Linked DNA regions of Mus musculus: regions 1 and 2 are each linked to region 3. Evidence: chromatin contacts called from public HiChIP or PLAC-seq data. All regions are on one chromosome and are shown on one strand. Each heading gives the region's core, a stretch centred on a gene start, on an enhancer-like site or on the middle of the called end of the contact. The rest is flanking DNA. Distances are from core to core; before and after follow the strand shown. Region 1 overlaps Colq (collagen-like tail subunit (single strand of homotrimer) of asymmetric acetylcholinesterase). Region 2 has its middle 19 kb from the start of Colq. Region 3 overlaps Ankrd28 (ankyrin repeat domain 28).

Region 1 (3,116 bases), core at 402-2,901, 220 kb before region 3:
TTGGTGGCTGGGGGTGCTGTGGAGTTGACATGGCTGCTGCACTCCTAAGCTCGCTGCAGCTATGAGAACCTGCACACAACCACACTGCACATAAATAGAGACTCAGCATATGAGAGATTATCTTCTGTCTTTCTTCCTTGCTACCCTGTCTTATTTTTCCCTCCATTAGGTATTTCCTCCCTCCATATAGGTTCCTTCCTATTTCATATATATAGACATATGTGTACAATAAATGTTTTAATAATTATACACATAATTATAAATAGATATATCTCTGCATTTATAAATAGTGTCTAGAGTCCTTTTATGAGAGAAACATGATATTTGTCTAAATCTAGTTTATTTTGCTTCACACGATGATCTCCAGTTGCGGTTTCCTGAAAATGGTGTAATTTTGTTCTTTGCAGCTGAGGAAACACCCCACTGTGTTTACCCGCCACCTTTTCCTTATCCTTGCATCTGTAGATGGACATCTAGCCAGCTTCCATATCTTGGCCTCTGTGACTAGGGCTATAATAAACACGGGTGTGCTGGCATCTCTGAAGAGCGCTGACACGGAGTCCTTCTGGGTGGGCTCAGGAGTGGTGCAGCCGGGCCGCACAGTGGCTCTCTCCTGTTTGCTGAAGCTCTCCACACTGTCCAAAGCTTCATGAGTTTTGCTTTGCTGCCACCTGTATGTAGGATTCCACCCCCCCCCCCCCCCGCCCGACCCGTGGCAGCATTTGCTTCCTTTTCCTTTTCAGTTCTTTGAGGTAAGGTCTCAGTCTGTAGCCCAGGTTGGCCTCCAATTCATTGCAGTCCTCCTGCCTCAGCCTCCCTGGTGCTGGATCACAGGGGCAGGTCACCATGCCCAGCTTGTTATCCCAGGACAGCCATTCTGACTAGGATGAAAGAATCAGCGCAGCTTTGATTAGCTTGTCCCTGATGGCTAAGGATGTGGAACATTTTTCCATATATTCATTGGCCATTCTTGCCTCCTCTGAGAACTGTCCATTACTTCATCCACTGGGCCTGACTCTCTCCTTGAGCCAACTCAGGCAGTTTACTGCTGCTTCCCACAGAAATCCCACTAGTGAGGGAGTATGTCAGCCAACCCAATATGGTTCTCACAAGGCCCTGCTGCCTTCCAGATCCCGGAGTCTTTACCCCTCCAAACATTAGCTCTCCATGTTGAGACTTTGGTTTCTGTCTGATCATGGGGCATCTGGAAGCTTCTAGGGACCGCCATGAGATCTACCCTAATAAAGATGCTGGTGGAAGATTGGCCCTGTATGGACACAAAGTGGTACACCAACCAGCTTTGACCTCTCCCGACAGTGAAACCCTGCAGGCTCTTCACATAAGGCACACGTTCACCGCTGGTCTGAACTAGGGTAGACCCAACAGGGGTGCTCCAGTTGAGTACGCAGGTTTCTGTAAGTAGGATGGCTGTGGTCACCTATCTCTGAGTTTTACCCTCTGCCTGAAGTTGGGCAGGCCTCCCAGGAGCACGAGTCCCAGAGGGAAGTCCCTGAAGCAAGAAGACAGCTGATGGGGGGGGGGGTTCCCAAACTCTTCAAAAGAAGACAGCTGAGGGATGAGCAGAGGAGGGTGCAGGGAAGTCCAAACGGGGAGGCAGAAGGGGGAGGCCGGAAAGGGAGGGGCTTGCGCGGTTCATTCATGCTCTTTCCTCTTTTCAGTCCTTATCCCAGCAGTTGACTGAAAGACCACACCAGCCACCAGCTTCCTTCAGCTGTTCCCAGCTCTCAAACAAGCAGCTCCCCCCATGTTTTCATTGGTTGCCATGGGGAGATGAGCATGGATGTGAATCGGGAAATGCCTGGGGCTCACACATGGACAAGTGCCAGGGTATATTTTTAAGACATCAGGGGAAGCCCGTCACTAGGGAAGGAGAGCCTTCTTGCCTGATTAGCTGCCCAGCACCAGCTTTCCTTAAGGCCTAGTTTGCAAACAAAAAGTGGTAGAAATATGAACTTCTTGCTTTAATTCACTAAGTGTTTTAAGCAAAAAGTTATTTCAGTTTTTGGTTGGGTGCAACAAATGGTAGTGACCGGCACTGAAATGTTCACAACAATCCTCCTCAATCCTGACCAAGTGTTTGTGGCTTAGATCCTTTTAGCCCCATGAGAGCAATTAGCCTATAGTCACACCACTATAAAAACCGAAACCCCAGGGAGCAGAGTGTTGGAAGTGTTACTCCTGATGTCACAGGAGAAGAGAAAGCTTGGTCCCCAAGACTTGGCTTGTAACTATCCCAGATCCCTGTCTTCCTGGGATGCCCAGTAGTATTGAAACCCAGTGACCCATGTGGTGACTAGTTCAGGAAAACACCTCACAGGGACATCAAGTTTCATTTTCTTCACGGTGAAGAGACTGAGGTAGCAGAATAAACTCCATTTTGCTTTTAAGACTCCATTCTAAGTTAACTTGCCCTGAGAGAGGCATGGGCCCCACCCTTGAGGTCTGAGAAAAAGCATGAAATGTCCCTGGCAGTTGCAAAATAGACAAGCATCTGCAGCTGGCTGATAACACCAGAGTGGGCTAAGAAAACCTAAGTCGTTCCCAGGTCCAGGTGCTCCCTTTTGATGTGTGCTCCCTCCCTGCCATTTAACCAGGTGCTGTAAACCAGTTAGCTTAAAGGCCAGTGCTCCTTTACCCTCTCATGTAACACCGAGGCTTGGAAACCCCCACCTGTGTTTTTTTCCTGTGTAAACCCCTTTCCCCTAGACCTGGGGGCTGCCCTCCTATCTTGCTCCATCATCAGAAAGGTTTGTGGCCCAGGCTCAACAGCCTGAATAAAGACTCTCATGTACTTGCATCAGAGTTGTGGTTCCTGGTGGTCTCTTTGGGGTTTTTTGAGATCTGATGAACTGCTGGTAGCCACACTCCTGTCTGCTTCAAATCCCATAGCATCTAAACAAAGCATGAGGTAAGTGTGGTCCACCAAACGGCTCCTATTGGTATCTAGAGCTGAGCTTTGGTGGTTGTAAATGCTATCTTCTGTGTGAATGGGGCATTGTGGGTAACTAAGACACTTAAAATGAGGAAACAATCCTGGCTTATCTGGGTTCCTAAATGTAATCGCAAGTGTCCTTCTAAGAGCCAGGCAGAGGCTG
Region 2 (3,179 bases), core at 431-2,930, 190 kb before region 3:
GTTTGGGAATGCAGCATGTGACTTCCTGGCTGCCGACTGCCTGGCTAATTCAGTTTGCCTCAGATGAATGGGCCTTTACTGAGCTAACAGTACAGCTCAGCCCTGTGCTGAGGTGTGGAAGGAAGACTGCCAAGTGAAATGTGCCCTCCCCAAACTGTCAGACACGGTCACCGGGTGGTTGTGGGGACTTTGCTCACCAAAGGGTTACAAGGGGCCAGCATGTGAACAGAGGTTGGAGTGGGAGGCTGCTCTGCTGGCTGCTAAGCATTTCTGGGAGCAGTACATATACCACACAACTCAAAGCTCAGTTTTTCTATCACCCTCCCTAGAGAGAAGAGAAAGTGAGGCTCCCAGAGGCTGAAACCTACCAAAGCAGAAACAGTCTGGGCACAAGCTCATCATGTGCAAAGCCTTTCCCCACCAGATACTATCTGTCCAAAATGGCAGACCTGTCTTGCAGAATGAATTCTGTACACACACATACAAACACACACACACACACACACACACACACACACACACACACACACACTCACACATACTCACATACACACACACACACTCACACACACATACTCGCACACTTACACACACTCACACACACTCACAACATACATACTCACACACACACCTGTCCCCTAAATGCAAGGAGACCTCAAGACTATGCCGGGGGCAGCCTAGAGACTCCTTCCAGGATGCACAGCTGAAACCAGAGCCCCAGCTGCCACTGTGAGATCTGCCACACCTATTTGTACCAAGGCCACACCTTCCAGGTATTGTGTTATTCACCACAATGAGTCCAGCAAGGATGAGAAGGTGGCCCTGTTCCCAGAGACCTGAGAACTCTCTGGGAGAAGCTTGGTTCCATTTTCCTTAACTTCTTGAAACGTGGACTCTTCATCTGAGCCTTCCCTCTGGGGTCCCACCTCCACCATTGCCTGACAGTTTAGCCAACCTTTTCAAAAGTCCCCAGGTGGTGTCACTGGCCTCCCAAGAGGACCTTGGCTAAGTTAATGCATTATCATTGGTCTCCCAAGAGGACCCTGGCTAAGTCAATGCATTATCATTGGTCTCCCAAGAGGACCTGCACTACAATGGCCTTCTTTACTTGTGTTTCCTATATGGGAAAGGGAGGTAAAATTACCACCCTGGCAAATTTACCAGATGAAACTGGCCAAGATTTTTAAAGATTAAGACCACACAACAAAAAACAAGAACAAACAAAACAAAGTAAAACAATCAACTACAGCTGTTTCAGTGTTTGTCGTTATCACTGGCCTCAATGACTGGAAGGAAGGCAGTTCAGGAAAAAGTAACCGATCAGCAATGTTAGAAATCCACTCCCAGTGTTGTTAATACCTTAGGGGCAGACATTTGATAGTCAGCTTTTTCGCTGCCGTACTAAAATACCTGAGAAAATCAACTTAACAAAAGAAACAACATCTCAGCTAATGGTTTCTCAGTTTGTATTGGTAGGCCCCACTGGGGACTGTGGCAAGGTAGGATGCTGTGTTAGGGAGCATATATATAATAGAGCAAAGATGATGGCCTTGTGGCGACTAGGAAGCAAAAATAGGGGAAGGGTCGGGGTTTAATACACCTTCAAGAACAAACTTCCTTCAACTAGGCCCCACGCCCCAACAATGCCACAGACATTTAGCATATGGGCTCTTGGAGAACATTTAAAATCTATACTGTAACAATAAGAAAACACTGCAGGCTCAGGAAACGCTCACTGGAGGCTTCCCATCATCCTTTGCTTCTGAAGGACGGAGGTAAGGGATGTGCTGAGTGTCAGACCTCTAGAAGCACAGCTGTTTGCCAGTACACTGACCGTTGCTTTTCGAGAACTAGCTTCTGGGTGAGAAAGGAGAAGTCTCTGAGAGTCCCTCAGGACTGAGGCTGTAGATCAGTTGGCAGAGAGCTTGCATAACACGCACAAAGCCCTGGGTTCCATCCCCAGCAGTGAGTAAATGGGACACAGTCATGTGTGCTGTAACCCCAGCTCTTAGACGGTCAAGGAAGTAGGATCAGAAGTTCACGGTCATCAGCTGCATAGTGAATTCGAGGTCAACTAGAGTTACAGGAAATGTCATCTCAAGAAAATATTCATTAGGTATAGAATCCACACACAAAATATGCAAACATTAAACATAAAATACAGTGGAAGTTGAAAACATATTTACATTGACAATGAAACAGATATGTGTCCAGAAACAAATTTAACAAAAGTTCTGTAATGTCAGTATCATAAAACCTTAAAAACCTTGCTGAAGGACAAACACCAACAAGCAAACAAAACAAAACTTCAGGAAACTGAAAGATGCTATTCTCTAATAGAATACCCAGCGGTGGTGGCGCACGCCTTTGATCCCAGCACTTGGAGACAGAGGCAGGAGGATCTCTGCCTTCAAAGACAGCCTGGTCTACAGAGAGAGCTCTGGGACAGCCTGGGCTACAGAGAAACCCTATCTTAAAAAAAAAAACAGACAAACAAACAAAAACAAATGAAGCTTAAAAAATAACAACAAAACACAAAACAAACAAAAAGAAGTAACAAATAAGACACAAAATTTCTCAGATGTCGTTTCCTACTGACTTGACCACTTAGGGACACTGTTTCAACCACAGCTTTTCCTCCTGTATGGAGGGATGCGCTGACCCTGGGGGTTTGCCCCTCCTGGTGGGATGCTCTGGTCCCAGTGAAGTCAAACTTCACCAGCAGTGGCTGTCAGCTCACTTTTCATGCGTAAACCAACCAATCCCAGGCTGAGCACCCCAGTTTTCCCCTTTGTGGTCCACATTTATCTGCTCTCCATTCTGGATCCTCCTGCCCTAAGTTTGTCAGTGCTACTTGGAGTCAACTGGGGACAGCCCCACACTACCCAAGACCTGCCCTGATCGGGTTTCCCCATCTTCGCCTTTTTCTTCTGTCAATGACTCAGTAATGCTCTCTGCTTGAGTGTTGCCTCATGAATCTCTGTGGGATGTGGTACATCTCCTATTCTCCCTTGCCTCTTCTCTCATACATTACATTCTGACCAGTTTCCCCTCCCTCCGCTCCTTCTAGGCCCTCCTTCTCCCCAGATCCACTCCTCCCATTTTCTTTCAGAAAAGGGTAGAACTCCTAATGTTATCAACCAGCCATGCCATATCAAGTTGCAGTAAGACTAGGCAAC
Region 3 (3,221 bases), core at 574-3,073:
AATTTCATAAAGGATGGCAAGACCTGGACAATTCTACTAAAAGTCTAATATACTGTAGTCACCTAAAAATATACATAAAACCACCCTGAACAAGATTATTTATTTTAAAAACATGTACCAAAAAATACCATAGCACTAACTGAACAAATAGTGTCATATTTTCTCTATGTGTAATATGTCAAATACTTAGAAAATACGTGCCAGGCGTGGTGGTGCACGCCTTTAATCCCAGCACTCGGGAGGCAGAGGCAGGCAGATTTCTGAGTTCGAGGCCAGCCTGGTCTACAGAGTGAGTTCCAGGACAGCCAGGGCTACACAGAGAAACCCTGTCTCAAACAAACAAACAAAAAAACGATAGGCAAAACTGGTAAAATTTAAATTGTCTAAAACAAGATGAAGAGACCCAGTCAGACATTACGCGGAGTCTAAATGGAAGGTCTGTACCAAATCCTTCTGAAACTCAGAGCTCAGAGAATTCTTCGGAAGAGGAAGCAGAAAGATTATAAAAGTCAGAGGGGATGGAGGACACCAGGAGAACAAGGCGCCCTGAACCAACCAGGCACATACGAGCTCACAGAGACTGAACTGAAGCAGCAAGCACAGGGCCTGCAAGGGTCTGCACCAGGTCCTCTGTGCGTAAATTGTAGCTATTGGCTTAGTATTTTCATGGGACTCCTGCTTATGAGAACTCTGACTCTCGTGCCCACCCTTGGGGCTCTTCTTCCTGATGGGTTGCTGTGTCCAACTCTGATATGGTTGGTTTTTGCTTCATCATGTTTTATTTTATTTTGTCATGTTTAGTTGTTATCTCTTAGAAGACTTTTCTTTTCTAATGAGAAACAGAAACCAAGTGGATCCAGGGGATAGAGGAGGGAATCAGCCTGGAGTAGAGCTACACCTTGTCCAAAACCAAAGCAATAACCTACAAACACAACAAATGCTAGGAATGTTAGGACACGGCACCCTTATATACTGCGTATGTATGGTAATGTAAATTAATCCAGCCACTATGGAAATCAACAGAGAGGTTCCTCAGGAAATTAAAAATAGAACTGTATGACCCGTCTACATCACTCAGCAGTATATACCCAAAGAAGTCAAAGTCAGCATATAACAGAGACACTACATATCTATCACTATCACAGTCCAGTGATAGCAGCAGCCAAGCTACAGAATGAGCTCAGGGGCCCCGTTCAACAGGTGAAAGGGGTATTAACTGATGAATTATGATCACGAGGGTGCAGAAAGGAGGATGGTTTTCATAGGGTAGGTTAACAGGAAACATTTGAAAATGAAATTGTCATTGCATGTGACCAAAAAAATTAAAGAGTAATTTTCCTATTTCCTATTTGTAAATATATTGTTTTCATATACTTGACGTTTTTCTTGTGACATTTATACAATGCTTTGTTTCAATCTGTTTTCTCCTGCTTTAAAAAAAGAAAAAAACAAAAAACAAAAACAAAACTCTAGAACCCTCCATTATCGGTGTGTTGTGAATCATTTAAATTGGTGGGAAAATTAACCCTGGAAGAAAATGACAAGGCTTGACTTTTCTATGTAATATGTGGCTTGCTACTTGTTGCCTACTTAGCTAACCACCACTGACCCTTCCTTCTTACAGACTACCTTTAGTTTTGTTTGGATGCCATTTCTATATTCCACATGACTTGGAGAAATCTTGAATAGTGTAAGGTGATCATGGTAATTCTATTCTACCTAGTAAGTGACTCATTTGGGAAATGACATGCTCTGAGCCAGCTTGCTCTGTCACATGCAAAGGAAAGTCATCTGTAGTGTTTCTAGGAAAGTCTCTCTTTTTTTAACCTAAAAAGGGAGAGATAGAGGGAAATGTCCCCTCCTACTGGACAACAGCATATTTGATAATGATGTTGTGAAATGTGCTGAGTATCTTATGGCTGGAGTTATCCTAGAGTCCATACTAAGTCTGACTGAGAGAAAAGCAGAAAGGAGAAAGTGAGCCACTTCCTATGGTCACAGCAGTAACTAAAGCACTCAACCTTTTACAGCATAGTATTTCAATTACTGCTACTGTGATAAGACCCTTTACTATTTAATCCAGCTTCTACTTTAAATATAAAGTATTTTCAGTTTAAAATAGCCCTAATATTAAAGAACAAATAATATCCTATTATAAATAAAAGGGCCATTAAAATATAACAATTAACCTTATATTGTCTTAAAAGCGTTTAGGTATGCCTGTGATGCTGGATATTAGGAATATGTCAAGAAAACAATAAAAATTCCAGAATGATTGTTGGCTAAGAATGAACTTGTCATAGACTCTAATAAGATATCTTCTTTGTTTTTAAGAAGTTTGAAACAAGCTATAATTAATGGAATTAACAGTTATAAGCATGGCTTTTTATAAGGTTATTAAAGCCATAAAAATGTATTAAAAAGACTTCACATCACAAACACACCAGAAAAATACTTTCGTTCTTTTAACCATAAATTTGTTATGTAGAACTACAGCATTATTTGATAAAAGGAACTAAAGAATAAGAAAAATGTCCTAAACTATCTGAGTCATTACTTGAATTTTAAAATAGTGTTCAGTATGTCTCCACCCTGTTACAGCTCAAAAAGACATGAATCATTTTCTTTAGTATTTTCCAAATGATACTTTAGGACGGAAGTGATATATACAGTTTCAATTTGTGTGTGGAATAACTAGCATACACATAAGCTACGACCTTTCTGTACTAAAGGAAATTCTTTGGGTATTTTGTGTAATTATTGCTTTAAAAAGCAAACACCGGGTAACCATAGCAACTTGTTTTTGAATTGCAAACTGTTCTTCTCAACTTTTGCAGTACAGTAACGTGATACTACATTTACCCAGGTATTTTCAAATCACAGAAAACAGCATGAATTGTAAATAATCCTTCTTTAGCCTTTTTAAAGAATTTAATGTTTATGTGTGAGACTTGCATGTATGTGTATACCATGTGAGTGCCTGTTGCTCATGGAAGCCAGAAAAAGGACATGGGGTCCCCTGGAAATGGAGTCACGGGCAGCTGTGAGCTGTCATGTGGATGATTGGCACTTAACCCAGCTCTGCTGTAAGCGTGCTAAGTCTCTGACTCAATGAGCCATCTCTTCAGTGTTTAGTTGTTTTTAGCAGGCAGAATTTAGCCTGTTTAGAATAACCTCAACTCAGCTGGGTATTATGGTACATGTCTATTATCCCACTCAAG

The links. HiChIP or PLAC-seq counts read pairs in DNA pulled down with a chosen protein or histone mark.
Region 1: an H3K4me3 HiChIP or PLAC-seq map of bone marrow-derived macrophages shows a contact between it and region 3, with 3 times the contacts expected there. The contact joins two enhancer-like sites. A contact is called at or near these places in 1 of 39 promoter capture datasets (macrophages), 2 of 484 Hi-C or Micro-C datasets (the G1E-ER4 cell line and the HPC-7 cell line), 3 of 115 datasets of contacts at active chromatin or transcription factors (the SCID.adh cell line, bone marrow-derived macrophages and thymic regulatory T cells) and 1 of 9 other capture datasets (adipose tissue).
Region 2: a contact with region 3 is called in an H3K4me3 HiChIP or PLAC-seq map of bone marrow-derived macrophages, with 3 times the contacts expected there. The contact joins two enhancer-like sites. A contact is called at or near these places in 6 of 39 promoter capture datasets (the 3T3-L1 cell line, the HPC-7 cell line, embryonic stem cells and 3 more), 1 of 15 datasets of contacts at CTCF or cohesin (pro-B cells), 6 of 484 Hi-C or Micro-C datasets (the G1E-ER4 cell line, the HL-1 cell line, bone marrow-derived macrophages and 2 more), 4 of 115 datasets of contacts at active chromatin or transcription factors (the 230-238 cell line, bone marrow-derived dendritic cells, bone marrow-derived macrophages and 1 more) and 3 of 9 other capture datasets (adipose tissue, embryonic stem cells and liver).

The regions. Positions count from the first base shown.
Region 1 is chr14:31,567,695-31,570,810 of GRCm38.p6, forward strand. The region is part of intron 1 of Colq (collagen-like tail subunit (single strand of homotrimer) of asymmetric acetylcholinesterase); the gene reads right to left. Among named protein-coding and RNA genes, the nearest start is that of Colq, 8.1 kb to the right of the region's middle. Within about 2 kb of position 1,652, at least 81 of the 459 cell types and tissues checked have an H3K27ac peak or open chromatin away from gene starts, as enhancers often do. A contact at or near this core is called in bone marrow-derived macrophages, where this site is marked.
Region 2 is chr14:31,594,746-31,597,924 of GRCm38.p6, forward strand. No RefSeq gene overlaps it. Among named protein-coding and RNA genes, the nearest start is that of Colq, 19 kb to the left of the region's middle. Within about 2 kb of position 1,681, at least 42 of the 459 cell types and tissues checked have an H3K27ac peak or open chromatin away from gene starts, as enhancers often do. A contact at or near this core is called in bone marrow-derived macrophages, pre-B cells and pro-B cells, where this site is marked.
Region 3 is chr14:31,784,043-31,787,263 of GRCm38.p6, forward strand. All of the region lies in intron 1 of Ankrd28 (ankyrin repeat domain 28), which reads right to left. Among named protein-coding and RNA genes, the nearest start is that of Ankrd28, 45 kb to the right of the region's middle. Within about 2 kb of position 1,824, at least 45 of the 459 cell types and tissues checked have an H3K27ac peak or open chromatin away from gene starts, as enhancers often do. A contact at or near this core is called in bone marrow-derived macrophages, pre-B cells and pro-B cells, where this site is marked.